2 separate regions of the Sus scrofa genome follow, and region 1 is linked to region 2. The links are chromatin contacts, called in public Hi-C maps. All regions are on one chromosome and are shown on one strand. Each heading gives the region's core, a stretch centred on a gene start, on an enhancer-like site or on the middle of the called end of the contact. The rest is flanking DNA. Distances are from core to core; before and after follow the strand shown.

What was found. Hi-C and Micro-C count contacts between places; a contact is called where the count stands out from the background.
Region 1: a Hi-C map of fetal liver shows a contact between it and region 2, with 2.9 times the contacts expected there. The contact joins two enhancer-like sites. A contact is called at or near these places in 2 of 5 promoter capture datasets (fetal liver and liver), 28 of 47 Hi-C or Micro-C datasets (alveolar macrophages, blood, brain and 15 more) and 2 of 2 datasets of contacts at active chromatin or transcription factors (alveolar macrophages and skeletal muscle).

What each region holds. Positions count from the first base shown.
Region 1 is chr9:135,092,171-135,098,903 of Sscrofa11.1, forward strand. It overlaps LOC110255546 (a long non-coding RNA gene), which reads left to right. Exons shown (of 3, transcript XR_002336089.1): 3 at 1,905-2,365. Among named protein-coding and RNA genes, the nearest start is that of CD46, 17 kb to the left of the region's middle. Within about 2 kb of position 2,326, at least 33 of the 83 cell types and tissues checked have an H3K27ac peak or open chromatin away from gene starts, as enhancers often do. A contact at or near this core is called in fetal liver and omental adipose tissue, where this site is marked.
Region 2 is chr9:135,022,358-135,028,498 of Sscrofa11.1, forward strand. It overlaps a transcript of CD46 not described here. Among named protein-coding and RNA genes, the nearest start is that of MIR29C, 5.8 kb to the left of the region's middle. Within about 2 kb of position 1,819, at least 10 of the 83 cell types and tissues checked have an H3K27ac peak or open chromatin away from gene starts, as enhancers often do. A contact at or near this core is called in fetal liver and omental adipose tissue, where this site is marked.

The DNA.
Region 1 (6,733 bases), core at 1,076-3,575, 70 kb after region 2:
CCCTGCCTCTTTCTGGGTCATTTAATAAGCACTTCATTTTACATAATGAAATGATGACTCAAACAAGACCAGTGCCTTTATATTTCAAGTCTGGGTTGGCATTAGGGATTTAAGGACGGAAGCACAGAGAATTCACTCACTCTACCCCTTCCTGGAACTCCCTAGTACCCAGTTACTCTTCATCCTCTCAAGGAAGTTTGATAAGGGCAACGCTTGAGACAAAGAGGAGATTGTGAGTCAGAAGCAAGATTTTCACCAGATGAGGAAGGACAACTTGAGATTCATGCATGACGAAGCGTGGAGGGCTGGGCAGCCATGTGGTGTGAGTTCCAGGGAGCAGTGACCAGGTGGCTGGGTGAGTAATGGCCTGAAAGGATCTTGGATGATGAGTGGTACATGGGCTGTGAGAGGACACAAGCTTAGTGAGTGTATGTTCAAAGAATGGCAGTGCAGGTGGTTCATGGCAGTCGATGTGAACATAGGGTAGCACCGGGAGCCTTTGCAGAGAGTGGCCTTCACAGCTTTGAACTCCATGCGTGATACCAGTAAAGATTTAAAGAGTTCCTGTCATGGCGCGTGGCTCAGTAGTATCCATGAGGATGCAAGTTTGATCCCGGCCTCACTCAGTGGTTTAAGGATCTGGTGTTGCCATGAGCTGTGGTGTAGGTTGCAATGCCAGATCCACAGCTCGGATCTGGCATTACTGTGGCTATGGCTGTGGCTGGCAGCTATAGCTCTGATTGGTCTCCTAGCCTGGGAACCTCCATATGCCTTGACTTTGCCAAATTTATTGATGAGCTCTAACAGTTTTCTGGTAGCGTCTTTGCTATGCCTAGGGTTTTCTAGGCATAGCCTAAGTCTTAATAATGAGCTGGTCACTGAATTCCTCTGTACCTTGGAATCCTGTTTTTTTCTTTTTTCTTTTTTACTGCCTCACCTGCAGCATATGAAGTTCCAAGGCCAGGGGTTGAACTAGAGCTGTAGTTGAGGCCTACACCACAGCCCCGGCAGCACTGAGTGAGGCCAGGGATTGAACCCACATACTCGTGGAGACAACACTGGGTCCTTAACCCACTGAGCCACAGCACCACCTTGGAGTCTTTTGTACTTCTTTGGGATAACAAAACTGTTGAGCCTCCATCGCTCACAAAGTTGTTTTGAGAACCAGAGACGATGGTAAAGCATTTTGCAAACAAGCATGTTAGCCGTCGTTATTCTTATTCTTAATCTTGACTACTGTACAAGTGGATCAGACAGCAGTAAGTGAAGTTAATTGTGGTCCCTGCTCACAAGGAGCTCATTTTCTGTGCAGGGGCGTAGAGGGGCGTGTAGAGGAGACCAGGAGGACACGAGGACTTGATGAGTGTGGAAACGCCCAGCGCAGGGGCAGGAAACGCAGAGGGTTCTATGACTGCATGTCTCCCACACCCGCATTCCTGACCTCTCTTAACTCAGCTCTGTATTTTCATAACCTTTATCCCCTGATAATGTCATGAAATAAATATCGTGTTTATAGTCTCTGCCTCCCCTAGAATGCAAACTGTCTGGGCAAGGATTTCTGCCCATGCTCCCAAATGGACACATAAAAACTGTCCCTGGCACAGAGAGGAGCTTAGTAAGTATTTACTAAATGAAAGGTGTCTTAAACGCCAATTCAGGGAGTTACCACGAAATGAAACATCCTCGGTTTCTGAATTGTCTCTGGCAGCAGAGGTGGACGTCAGCCTTGCCCTTCCAGGCCTGGCTCGATCCTGTGTCTCCCACAGAGCAGGCCCTGTCGCTCTGCACCCATCTGGGATGCTTTCTCAGCTCTGACTGGCTGGATGGTGGTTAAGGCCCTCTGCACTCTTACAGATACGCCTGTGTCTAATGTGCCATCACATGGCATTTTCTTCTTCGCCTAGGAGGAAACCTTGAACTCCAGATAAGAATAATCAGTCCTTCCAACGTAACTGCGCATGCCTAGCTGTCAGCCCCACCAGCGTGGACACGTGACTGAAGAACGCATCAGCCCAGCTGCCTGTAAGGGAAGGGACTTCTGCATTCTTTTTTAAGCACAGGACTGCCCTCTTGAATTTTAGTTACGCATTATTTATAACATGAAAACAAATGGCATTTTGTTCCCCCGAGAAGTGACTCAAGCTAAAAATCAAACTTTTAAAAATGTTTTAAAATGTTCATAAATTACACATAATAGGTTTCATCGTGAGTTGCTTACTCACTTGGGAGGTTTGCTTCCTGGAATTTTTTGTTTTTTTCCGTTTTAGGGCCACACCCATAGCTTATGGAAGTTCCCAGGCTAGGGGTCAAATCTTGAGTCAGCGCTGCCGCTGCCGGCCTACACCACAGCCACAGCAACACTAGATCTGAGCCGTGTCTGCAACGTACACCACAGCTCACGGCAGTGCCGGATCCTCAACCCACTGAGCAAGGCCGGGCATCACACCCAAGTCCTCAGGGGTACTAGTTGAGCTCTTAACCTGCTGAGCCACCACGGGAACGCCTCTCGACCTTGAAAATTGAGTAGGACCGTGACCTTTCCCACGGCCACTTCCCTGGCCGCCCTCTGTCCGAGAGAGGATGCTCCTGCCACGGACACGACACTTTGAGAGGAGGGAGGAAAACAGCAGGCAGGTTTTCAGGGCTGAGATGCATGAAGAAATGGTATGTGATCTGAGGTTGCTTAGATTAGACAAGATGACCGTTTCTGAAGAAATAACTTTTTATGAAATGGTTATCGAATCTTAATTACGCTTGAGGATTACTCATGAGCGTGTGCTCCTAAACTATGTGGGTGAAACAAATCAATAGTTAGACTTGGGAATTTGACCGTCCCGCTGATGAGCCCAGGATAGTCCACGGGGACAGGGAATGAAGTCGTCGGGGGCGGGGAGGGGCATTGGGTCTACGAGGGGGGAAGGATCAGGTGTCCCAGAGCCTGTTAACTGCAGACTGGTTCAGAAATAGGAAATTAGAAGTCCTAACTACTTTAATTCAGCCTCAGTTTTTTTAAAGCCTACCATTTTTAAAAATCAACTCATAAATAATAGTGTTACTAAATGAGGAACTTTAAGGGGAAAAGCCTCTGACACAGTAAAGCATCAGACTACTTGCATTTTCTCTTTGTAACCAAGAAGGGCAAAGTGCATTTTCATACCAAGCAGGTTACAGAGGACCTCAGCGAGGACAGACAATGATTTAACCTAACTTTAAGTATCTCCTAATTATTTATGTGTTCCTGACTAGATTGTTTGCAAGAAGTTCTGTGATATTCTGCTTTTTATTTTATTTATTTATTTATTTGTTGTCTTTTTTAGGGCCACACCTGCGGCATATGGAGACTCCCAGGCTAGGGGTCTAATCAGAGCTTCGGCTGCCAGCCACGCCAAAGCCACAGCAACTCGGGACCCAAGCCGCGTCTGTGACCTACACCACAGCTCACAGTGACACCGGATCCTTAACCCACTGAGCGAGGCCAGGGATCAAACCCGCAGCCTCATGGTTCCTAGGCAGATTCCTTAACCACTGAGCCATGACAGAAACTCCTGTGATATTATGCTTTTTAAAAAGCTTTTATTGGCATCCTTTCTGACGTATCAAAACCTGAGCTTCTGTAACGCTTCTTTAGGAGACTGAATGTGCTGAGAAGGTTTGCTCTAGAAAACCATTCATTTGAAGTGAAAAACCGTTTCTCATGGGTATAGAGTTGGCTGCCCAAGCGTATTGATCGCATTAACTCTGACCTCACTGATTTTGCTATAATTAAATCAACTGTTAGAAAATCTGTGTACATTCTCTTGCCAGGCAAAATGTTTATTTAGTAAAAGGTGTTTATAAAGGATTTATGATTATTTTTTAATTCCCAAAGTCTCAGTTCTTCCACACTGGCAGCCTGGAGATGTGTGCCAGTGGAAGACACTCTCAGACCTCTAAGATAGTATATGTACGTAGAGGTCAGAGGCTGAGGCCTCACAGCAAAACTGGAATACCAGCTGTCTCATCGACACTTCTGGAAAAACCCCCTGATCTGCTTATCTTTTCTTCTGTAAAACTCGAGTCCTTAAAACATTTTTAAAAAAGTGTTCTTAGTGTCATATATATTTATTTTAATGTAAATACGTCTCTGTCCTTAATGTGTGTCAAGTGTCTTTATAAGAATGACTTCATCTGTTTATGTCAGTTTTTGTTTTTGTTTGGTTTTTAGGCTTTTGGTCTTTTTTTTTTTTTTTTTTTTTTTTTAATGCCTTCTTTTATTTTCCTTTGGCTTCCAAGAAGGGGCAACTACAATTTTGAACATTTCCTAGGAGAATATGGGTGTCCTAACCCTTTTTTTGTGCTTTAGAATTACCCAAGAGGATACAGTGGTGCATAAAATAAGGAGACTCTTACCAGAGAACCCGGCAGCCAAACAAGGTAGTTGAGCGCATGGAAAATATAACCTGCAGGGGTTTTTGTTAAATTCAGGTTTAGTTAATTTTCAATATTGTGTTAATTTCTGCTGTACAGCAGCGTGATTTATACATATGTATGCAGACATATACATACGAATGTACACATTTGTATATTTTATATACACAAGCACACCCATAGATATATGTACACTTTTTTGTAATTTTTTCCATGACGGTTTATTACAAGATGCTGACTAGTTGCCTGTGCTCTCGGAGGACCTTGTTTATCCATATTCTATATCCAACAGTTTGCATCTGCGAATCCCAAGCTCCCAATCCTTCGCTGCCCGCCTCGCCTTTGGCAACCACAATTCTGTTCTCTACATCTGTGCGTCTGTTTCTGTTCTACAGCTAAGTTCATTTGTGACCTATTTTAGATTCCATATGTAAGTGATCTTCAGCTTCCTCCTGGGGTGCGTCAGCAGCAACCCGGGTCTTGAGGCTGGAGGGCGGAAGGAAGGGAGAGTGCAGGCCGTCCCTTCCTGTCTCTGGTGCGTCTGGCAGCATCTGCTTTGGGGACGTCCCCAGGTCCCCCAGCCCAGTGGACTTCTCAGCTGGCCTCCACCCACGTGACTGGGGTTTGATGTGCAGTTCCGTTTTCAGTGGCTTCTTTCCTGATGGCAAACCTCCGCTCAGACCCAGACCCGGTCAGTGTCGCCTCAGCCTCTGGCTCCCTGAGCTGGGCCAGCCTGCAGCCCGTGAAGACTGCGTCTGATCCCTCAGACCCAGGGCCAGGCTGAGCATGCCACGGGTCCCCTCACTCTATGCCGTGGGGCGCTGGTCCTGATCGCACCCCTCCCACGAAAGTGTGCCTGCGGGGTCCCGCGTGGTAAAGCAGAGGGAACGCAGACCCTGGGCAGTTACCAGCGAGAGAAGGGCTGGTCCTCCTGCGCGGGCTGCCTCTGCAGGGCCCCCACTGGCGGCAGCCCCTCCACCCTCTCCCGCTGGAAGCCATCCGGGAGCCCGCCCGCCGCCCCGCCTCTAGGGCGGGGCTCAGGTGGATGATTCTGGATGACGTTCTCCGTTACAGATGCTGAGGCCTCGCCAAGGCTCCCGGGTGGGTCTGTGCTGCCCTCTGCTGGCTGTGGGAGGCAGGGCACGTCGCAGCCCTGGGCTCTGCCATCTGCGGGGAGAAAGAGCCCTCCCCGCCCACCCGTGAGGGCCCGCGCCAGGGCTGGAGGGCGCACACACGCGGGGAGCACCCGCTGAACTCTTGTTGTGATGGCGCAGAAGTACCAGGGAGATCCCTGTAGACCCAGGTCCCTGTCAGATGTGAGTTTTTTTCCGGGTGCAGCAGGAAGTCAGCTCAACAACTGTCGCAGGACCCTAAGGAAGGTAGTAAGTACCCTCCTGTTTTGTTTTATAGACGGTAGGTCAGTCCACAGGGGTCTTGAAGGAGCGGGGATTTAGTGGTGAACCAAGGGCTTCAGAGTCGCGGCAGATATTATTTCTCCAACACAACTTCCTTAACTGGCCTCTCTCTCTCTCTCTTTTTTTTTCCCTTCTTAGGGCTGCACATCCTGCATATGGAAGTTTCCAGGCTAGAGTTCCAATAGGAGCTGCAGCTGCCAGCTTCTCCAGAGCCGCACTGGATCCAAGCGAGGCAACACTGGATCCGAGACACATCTGTGACCTGCCCTACTGCCTGCAGCAACACTGGATCCTTAACCCACTGCGTGAGGCCTGCAAACCTCATGGATACTAGTTGAGTTCTTAACCCACTGAGCCACAACGGGAACTCCCTTACCTGGCATCTCTTAATCCCAAGTTAATGCAGCCCCAACTCACCCGGAATATCTTTCTCTCATTTGGGTTCCTGCTGAGTCTCCTTCTCAGTGTAACAGCAAGAAACCGCAACCCCCAAACAAGCTACCAGTGCTGGGAACACGGAGACGTGACAGCACCGTGGAGAGACCGTGGGTGTCTGAAGAGCCGTCCAGTTGATTTTAGCCCCAGACGGGAAGGACTGCGCTCCTTGCCCAGCCCCTTGGGGCACGGCACACATGTGCAGACCTGTGGCCTGGCTCTGGTGTGACTTGGCACGGGTGTTTCCCTGGAAACATTGCAATAGTGACACCTGGCCCTTGGCTGTGAGGGTTTCAAGGACCCACAGGTGAGGGGCTCTGGGATGCTCGCTGCCTCAGGGGGAGACCTTTGTCATTATTGGGGGCTTGAGGTGGTGGCTGGCCTGCTGTCTAAGGTTCTCCCTCCTTTGCCGTGGCTGCTGTCTTTACTGTGCTCTGCTGACCCCCTGATGCCATGGCGTGGAGCAGCCCCCCTTC
Region 2 (6,141 bases), core at 569-3,068:
AACTCCTTTGGTCTCAATTTACAAGGAGGTCGGTCCCATTCATGAAGCCTCCACCTTCACGACCTAGTCACTCCCCAGTGCCCCCGCCCCGCCCCGATGCCATCACCTTCAGGGGTAGAATTTTAACAGGCCTTTCCAGGGGACACAAGCATTCACACAGTAAGTGTCTGAAACAACACAGCTTCCTTCTTTCAGTGATGGGAGTCAGAGTCTGAAGTCAAGTCACAGGGCAGGGCCACGTCCCATCCACGACCTGGCAGAGAATCGCTTCCTTGCTCTTTCCGGCGTCCAGAGCGGCATTCTTCAGCTTGTGGTCCCTTCCTCCCACCTCAACGCCAGCAGCGTGGCATGTTGCTTCCGTGGTCCTGGTGCCTTCTCTCGTGGCAGGCCCTCCTCTGCCTTCTTGTGAGATGATCTCCCGAATCTCACCTGCAAAGGCCCTTTGCACAGAAGGCCACATTCTGTGTCTGGAAGCATGGCGTTCCTCACGCAACCTTTCATGAGCGGGTTTGACATACAGCATAGCATCGAATGGTCCTACCTTGCCAAGCGGTCCACGACATGAGTGGGGACAAGGCACAGATAACTTTCAGATACAGTTCAAAGCGATGGCAGCTTGATGCTGAGATGCAGGGTGCAGTTCCCAGGAAGGAGCTCGCTGGTGCCACTGTCACGGCTCGGGCGTGGGCGGCCTGTACGGAGGTTCACAGCACAGTAAATGCTGAGCGATGTTTGTCTTTTTTCATACAAGCGAAAATCCTTTTCAGATTTCTTTGGATGAATGAACACAGGTATGTCGTAGGTCTTTTGTAAAAGCTTTAAGCGGCATAAAGCAGACTTCCTGCAAAGAGGGGGACAATTGTGTTATGACTCCAGTTTCTCTGGAGGCCATCATACGGCCTCCACAAAGAGCAGTCCGGGGAGCTCAGGGACATGCAGAACCTTGGCCCTTTGATTCGAGAATCTGCATGTCGGCAGGACCATGTGATTCACGGGCACACGAGGATGTGACAAGCATGGTTGTATGGGACCCGACCTAAGGCTCTCTAACACTCGAGTCCATGTCAAATACAGGTTAAAGCAGGGTCTTCCCTGGGGCCCCTTTCAGGAGCTAGTGGGTGATCAGGTGCTCATCTAAAGGGCGGAAGGTTCCAGAATTCTCAGTGAAGCCACAAGCCCTAACCACCAGGACACCAGATCTCCTACTTGTTTCCAAGAGTCCTGCACAAGGCTTGCCACAGGGCCACACAGCCAGGGTCGGTCTCTAAAGTACACAAAGGCGGGGAAGCACGAGCGGCTGCCCGGCTAATATGAAGTTTACGACCCCACACAGCTTTTCCAGGGCTGGTGGCTCAGGCCCCAGGCGGGTGGCACTCAGTGTCATCCGTCCTGGAGGTCGTGTGGTCACGGAAGCTCGTGTGAGCCACAGGGAAGGAAAGCTCATTGACCCCAGACTCCAGTACTGTGCTTCCTCCATAGGGAAGCCACAGGAGTAGGGTTAGCCCTTTTCAAAAGTCAATTTCCTGGAAAGCAAGCAGAAAAGAGCTCGTTAAAATAAAAACCTCACTCAGCGGGCTGAGGATCCAGCGTTGGGGGTTGCCGTGAGCTGTGCTGCTGGTCACAAATGCGGCTCGGATCTGGCGTTGCTGCGGGTCTGGCATAGACCGCAGCTACAGCTCCGATTCCATCCCTAGCCTGGAAACCTCCATATGCCGCGGGTGCGGCCCTAAAATAAAATAAAGAACAGAACAGACCCAAACCTCTGAACAATCAAGTCTGAACTAAGGAAGGGACTGTCAGATGCCCTGAGAGTCCACAGGAGGGCAGCAGTGCCAGGATTATAAAGGCCGATCACCATTCCAGGATAACCTTTTCTGGATGAGCCTGGAAATGATGAAAGCAAAGCAGCCTAGAGAAACAAAAATCCGTGTACGTTCTCTCAATTTTGCGTTGTTTCTGGATAGACTATGCCTTTGGATACAAATATGTAATATTTTAATATGCGAAAATATCTATTTTTGGTTACGATACTTAATTCAAGACCTTAATTCAAGCTTCAGGCATTTTCTGATTTCTTTCATAGGCTGAATTACAGAACAAATTTATTCTGTAAGCATAAGCATTCGTCTTATGTCTTTATATAAGTCCATATGTAGAGTGGACTCTCAGGCTTGAGAACCCCTCATGCAGAGGGTCTCAGCCTTAGCTGCATGTTAGAATCGCTTGGAAGCTCTAAAGAATCCCAGTGCCAGGCCACAGCCCAGGCCATGACATGATAGTTCTCTGGGCAGGGCAGGAACCATGCATCAGGGATTCCAGTGTGTAGCCGTGGTTCAGAAACACAGAGGAGGCCTGATGTCATAGTTTCACATATTTCAGATTTGCCAAGAGAGCAAGTATTTTTTTCTTCTTCTTTTTTTTTTTTTTTTTTTTTTTTTTTGCGTACATTAAAACTCCATTATCAGTTCCATGCACACCAATGCTACGCTTTCTTGGTTGGGCCTCGGGTTTCTCATCACCCAGCCACACCCATGCATGAAACCGATGCGGGAGAGACATATTCTACCACACACACGGTCACAGATATCTGAAGGTAGTTCAGTCAAGGCCAGGAGATAAGGAGTGCTCTCAGAGCCGGGCAGAAACCACAGGTGCTGCACAGGACAGGCACTGAGAGCTGGGCCCTGGAAGATGCCCAGACGGGACAGGCCCAGAGGTGCTTCAGGCAGCAGTGAACCAGGACCAGAGCCGAGAGCACAGAGCAGGTGGTCTGGCTTGACTGAAGCAGGTTATCTGAAGTGTGGCAGAAAGCGAAGGCTTGGGAAGAAGAGCTGCGAATTAACTATAGAAAGTCTTCAAGTATCTTGGAAGAAACTTGGGCTTCATGCTGTAGGCAGTGTGGTGGGACTGAACACATTTTGAGCAGGGGAGGCACATGATGGGCTGGGAGGGGAGAAGCCTGGAGGGGAGGGCAGGAGTGGTGACTGGGGGAGGGAAATACTTCGAGAAGGTGGCCCCAATTAGCAGCATGTTCTGATATGAGACGAGACACTGAAAACCACACATCATCACAAATAAAGCTGCTCTGAAAGTACATCTTTTATAGCAGGTGAGAAGATACAACTTTCACAAAATGAACAATAATACACAGCACGTATCCATCTAGTACGAATATATTCCTGCAGGTTTACAAGCGCTTTAAATTCAAATACACTTTTTTCCCTCTCACATTTCTAGAGAGCAGGGGTTTCCCCATATGTTTCGGTAAGTGACAAATGCTTTGACAAACAGAACATATATACTTACACACCCATTTCAGTCTCACATATAAATATATTAAAGTGGAAAGACTGAATCTGAAGTGGAAACTACGAAAGTCTGTTTTGGTAAGCGCACGTCTTTGGTTGCAAACACTCCTTGAAGGGTTTTGAAGAAATAAGAACGACAGCGACATCCCTTGCTTCCAAGAAAGTGCTACCTCCTTGAAAAGTATGTGAAAGCAGGTCCAAACTTCTACTTGGTTACTGCAGAATCCTTGCAAAGAGAAGCAGCACTTACAGCGTCTTAGAAACACGTCCTTAGAGGGTCACATCATTTCCCCCGGTTCCACGCTTGATTCCTCATATTCCTCTCTCGAGGCAACGCTTCTCTGGCCCAACCTGAGCTACCAAGTATAAAAGCGTAGATGCAAGAGTTTTAGCTGAATTGGAAGGGCAGGCCATCCTCTTCGGCCTCTGGCTCTTTGGAAAGAGTCCCTGCCAGGTGTGAGGACAGAGGAGAGGGCCGGGATCTGTGTCACCTGAACATCAAGGGCCACCTGGGCTGTTGGCTCTTTTCCTCCCTTTGCATGGGCGGCAGGGGAGCCGCAGAGGTAAGTTTGCTCTTCTGAAACACGTGGCTTCATCTTCACTCTGTGCTTTACGGACGCGGCGACGTGACCTGCTCTGATGAACTTTCTCTACATTAACTGCCTACCTGTGGGTGACACGTTTTCCCTACGAGACGCCTATTCAAGTTGGGAGGGAAGGCCACCGATGGCCAGAATTTAGAGTGGATTTCTCATCCTCTAAAGAGTGGGATTCTCTTAAGGAGAACTGGAGGCCGCTTTGGACTCGGCCGGCACTCTTGCTGTGGGTGTTAGAGCCCTCCAACTGTTTCTAGAAGCCTGGAACGGATGCTGAGTTCTTTTTGATTACTTGAGACTGCCTTCCTGCTATTGAAAAGGGTGACTGCCATGTATACACTTTATAGCTTCTCTCAGTCGCCAAGAAGATACAAATAACTTTTTAAAATACAGTTTTACCCCATTAACTTTAAGAGTATTTTCCGATAATCATTATTAGGAAGACAAATGTGTTTAAATTCTCAGTGTTCAGTATTCTTACTTTTACTAAGGGCTGAAGCAGTGCACACACACATTTGTAAAAAAAAGTGTGCACACATACGTAAAAGACATTTTTAGGACTGTAGATGAATGAACCTAAAGGGTTGGCGTGAACCTTTGAACAGAAAAATTTTCAACATCGCTTTCTTTACAAATGAAATGTAAATATCATCATCTTGAATGCCATTTCTCTGAGTTCAAAGATTGCAGAGAAGCAATATTTGCCCACCCTAACACCCGGGGATACTGTGTTGGCTTGCCCTGCAAATACAAGTGTCACTTGACGGAAAACAAGAGGTTCAAACCTAAACTCATACACGTCTCAAAGAAGCACAAAGGGTGGTGACCACACTCCAGCCCCAGTAAAATGTTAGCATTACAGTTTAGCAGTTCTACTCCTGATACTGTCAGAAGCCAGGAAATAATTGTTACCGATTTTTTTTCTTTCAGTACTGAGACATGTTTGACATACAGCATTGTGTAAGCTTCAGCTGTACAGCAGGATTTGATAATGTCTTATTGTAAAATGATCACAATTAAAGTTTAGTTACCATCCATCACTGCACAGACCTACACAGACCTGGTTTTCTTCTAGCTGATTACAGATTTAAATATCTGCTGTCCTAGCAACCGGCCAATATACAGTATTACTCGCAAACTGGAGTCACTAAGCTGTACAGTCCCTGTTTATCTTACAGGTGAAAAAGTATAAAAGGTATATGCCTTCTGCCCGCCTTCACTCAATCCTTCCCCAACCACCCCCCCCCGCCCCCACCCCTTCAAGCCAATCTCCTTTGCCATAGAAAAATGTTTTTGATTCTACATGTGAGGTCATACAGAACTTGTCTTTTCCATATGAAAAAAGGAGGCCCTAGCTCCTCAAGGTCTTTCTCTCAAATGCTGAGATTTCCTTCATTTTCAAGGGTTTGTGGAAGTCATTTAGTCCGTCTATTCTGCTGGAGCGGCTGCTTTATCCTGGTAGGTGCTGTATGAAGCATTAATCTCTGTTTTCCTACAAAGGAAGGTAAGAACACAGCATCAGAAATGAACATAGCTGAAAAAACGGGCTTCTGATTAAATGCCAGGAGCCCACTTAGCACATGGACAATTAACAAAAAGGTATTTATACTAGTCAGTCACTGTACAAGTAAACAGAGGATTCCTTTAAAGTAACTTCAAATGCTCAACTAGTCTCACTTTTTTGATCCCTGTATCACATTTTCGATTCCCTCCAAGACAAGAACCAGAGCAGTCACATATACTTAGTAAATATTCCCTTATTTTAATTTAGGCCAATGGAAAAGACTAGAGAGAAACACAAAATTTCCTAATATTGCAATTAAAATCTGGCTCTGAGCTGAAACCTTTACAAAGCTAAAGGTTCCAACAGCGTTTCAGTTCAGCGATGCCTCATTTCCCCTCACTGTTGGGAAACCACGTGTCCTGATTGGAGAGGCCCCTCAGGAACGAAAACCCACAACATACTTTTTTGGTAACAACACTTTTCTAAGATCTATTATTCAAGTCCAGCATTCTCCAAAGACATACAGACATGACATGAGACACGCAGGTAATTCTCAATTTTCTAGAAGGTGCATTAAAAAAAGAAGCAGGACAATTAGTTGTAAGGTATTTTACTTGACCCCAATTCTTTGCACGGTGTCTTTGAATCTGGTGGGTACCTTCCACTCAAGCTCACCTTACACAGATGAGCCACTTCTGAAATCCTGAGAAGCCCCTCAGGGTTGCTGGCTGTG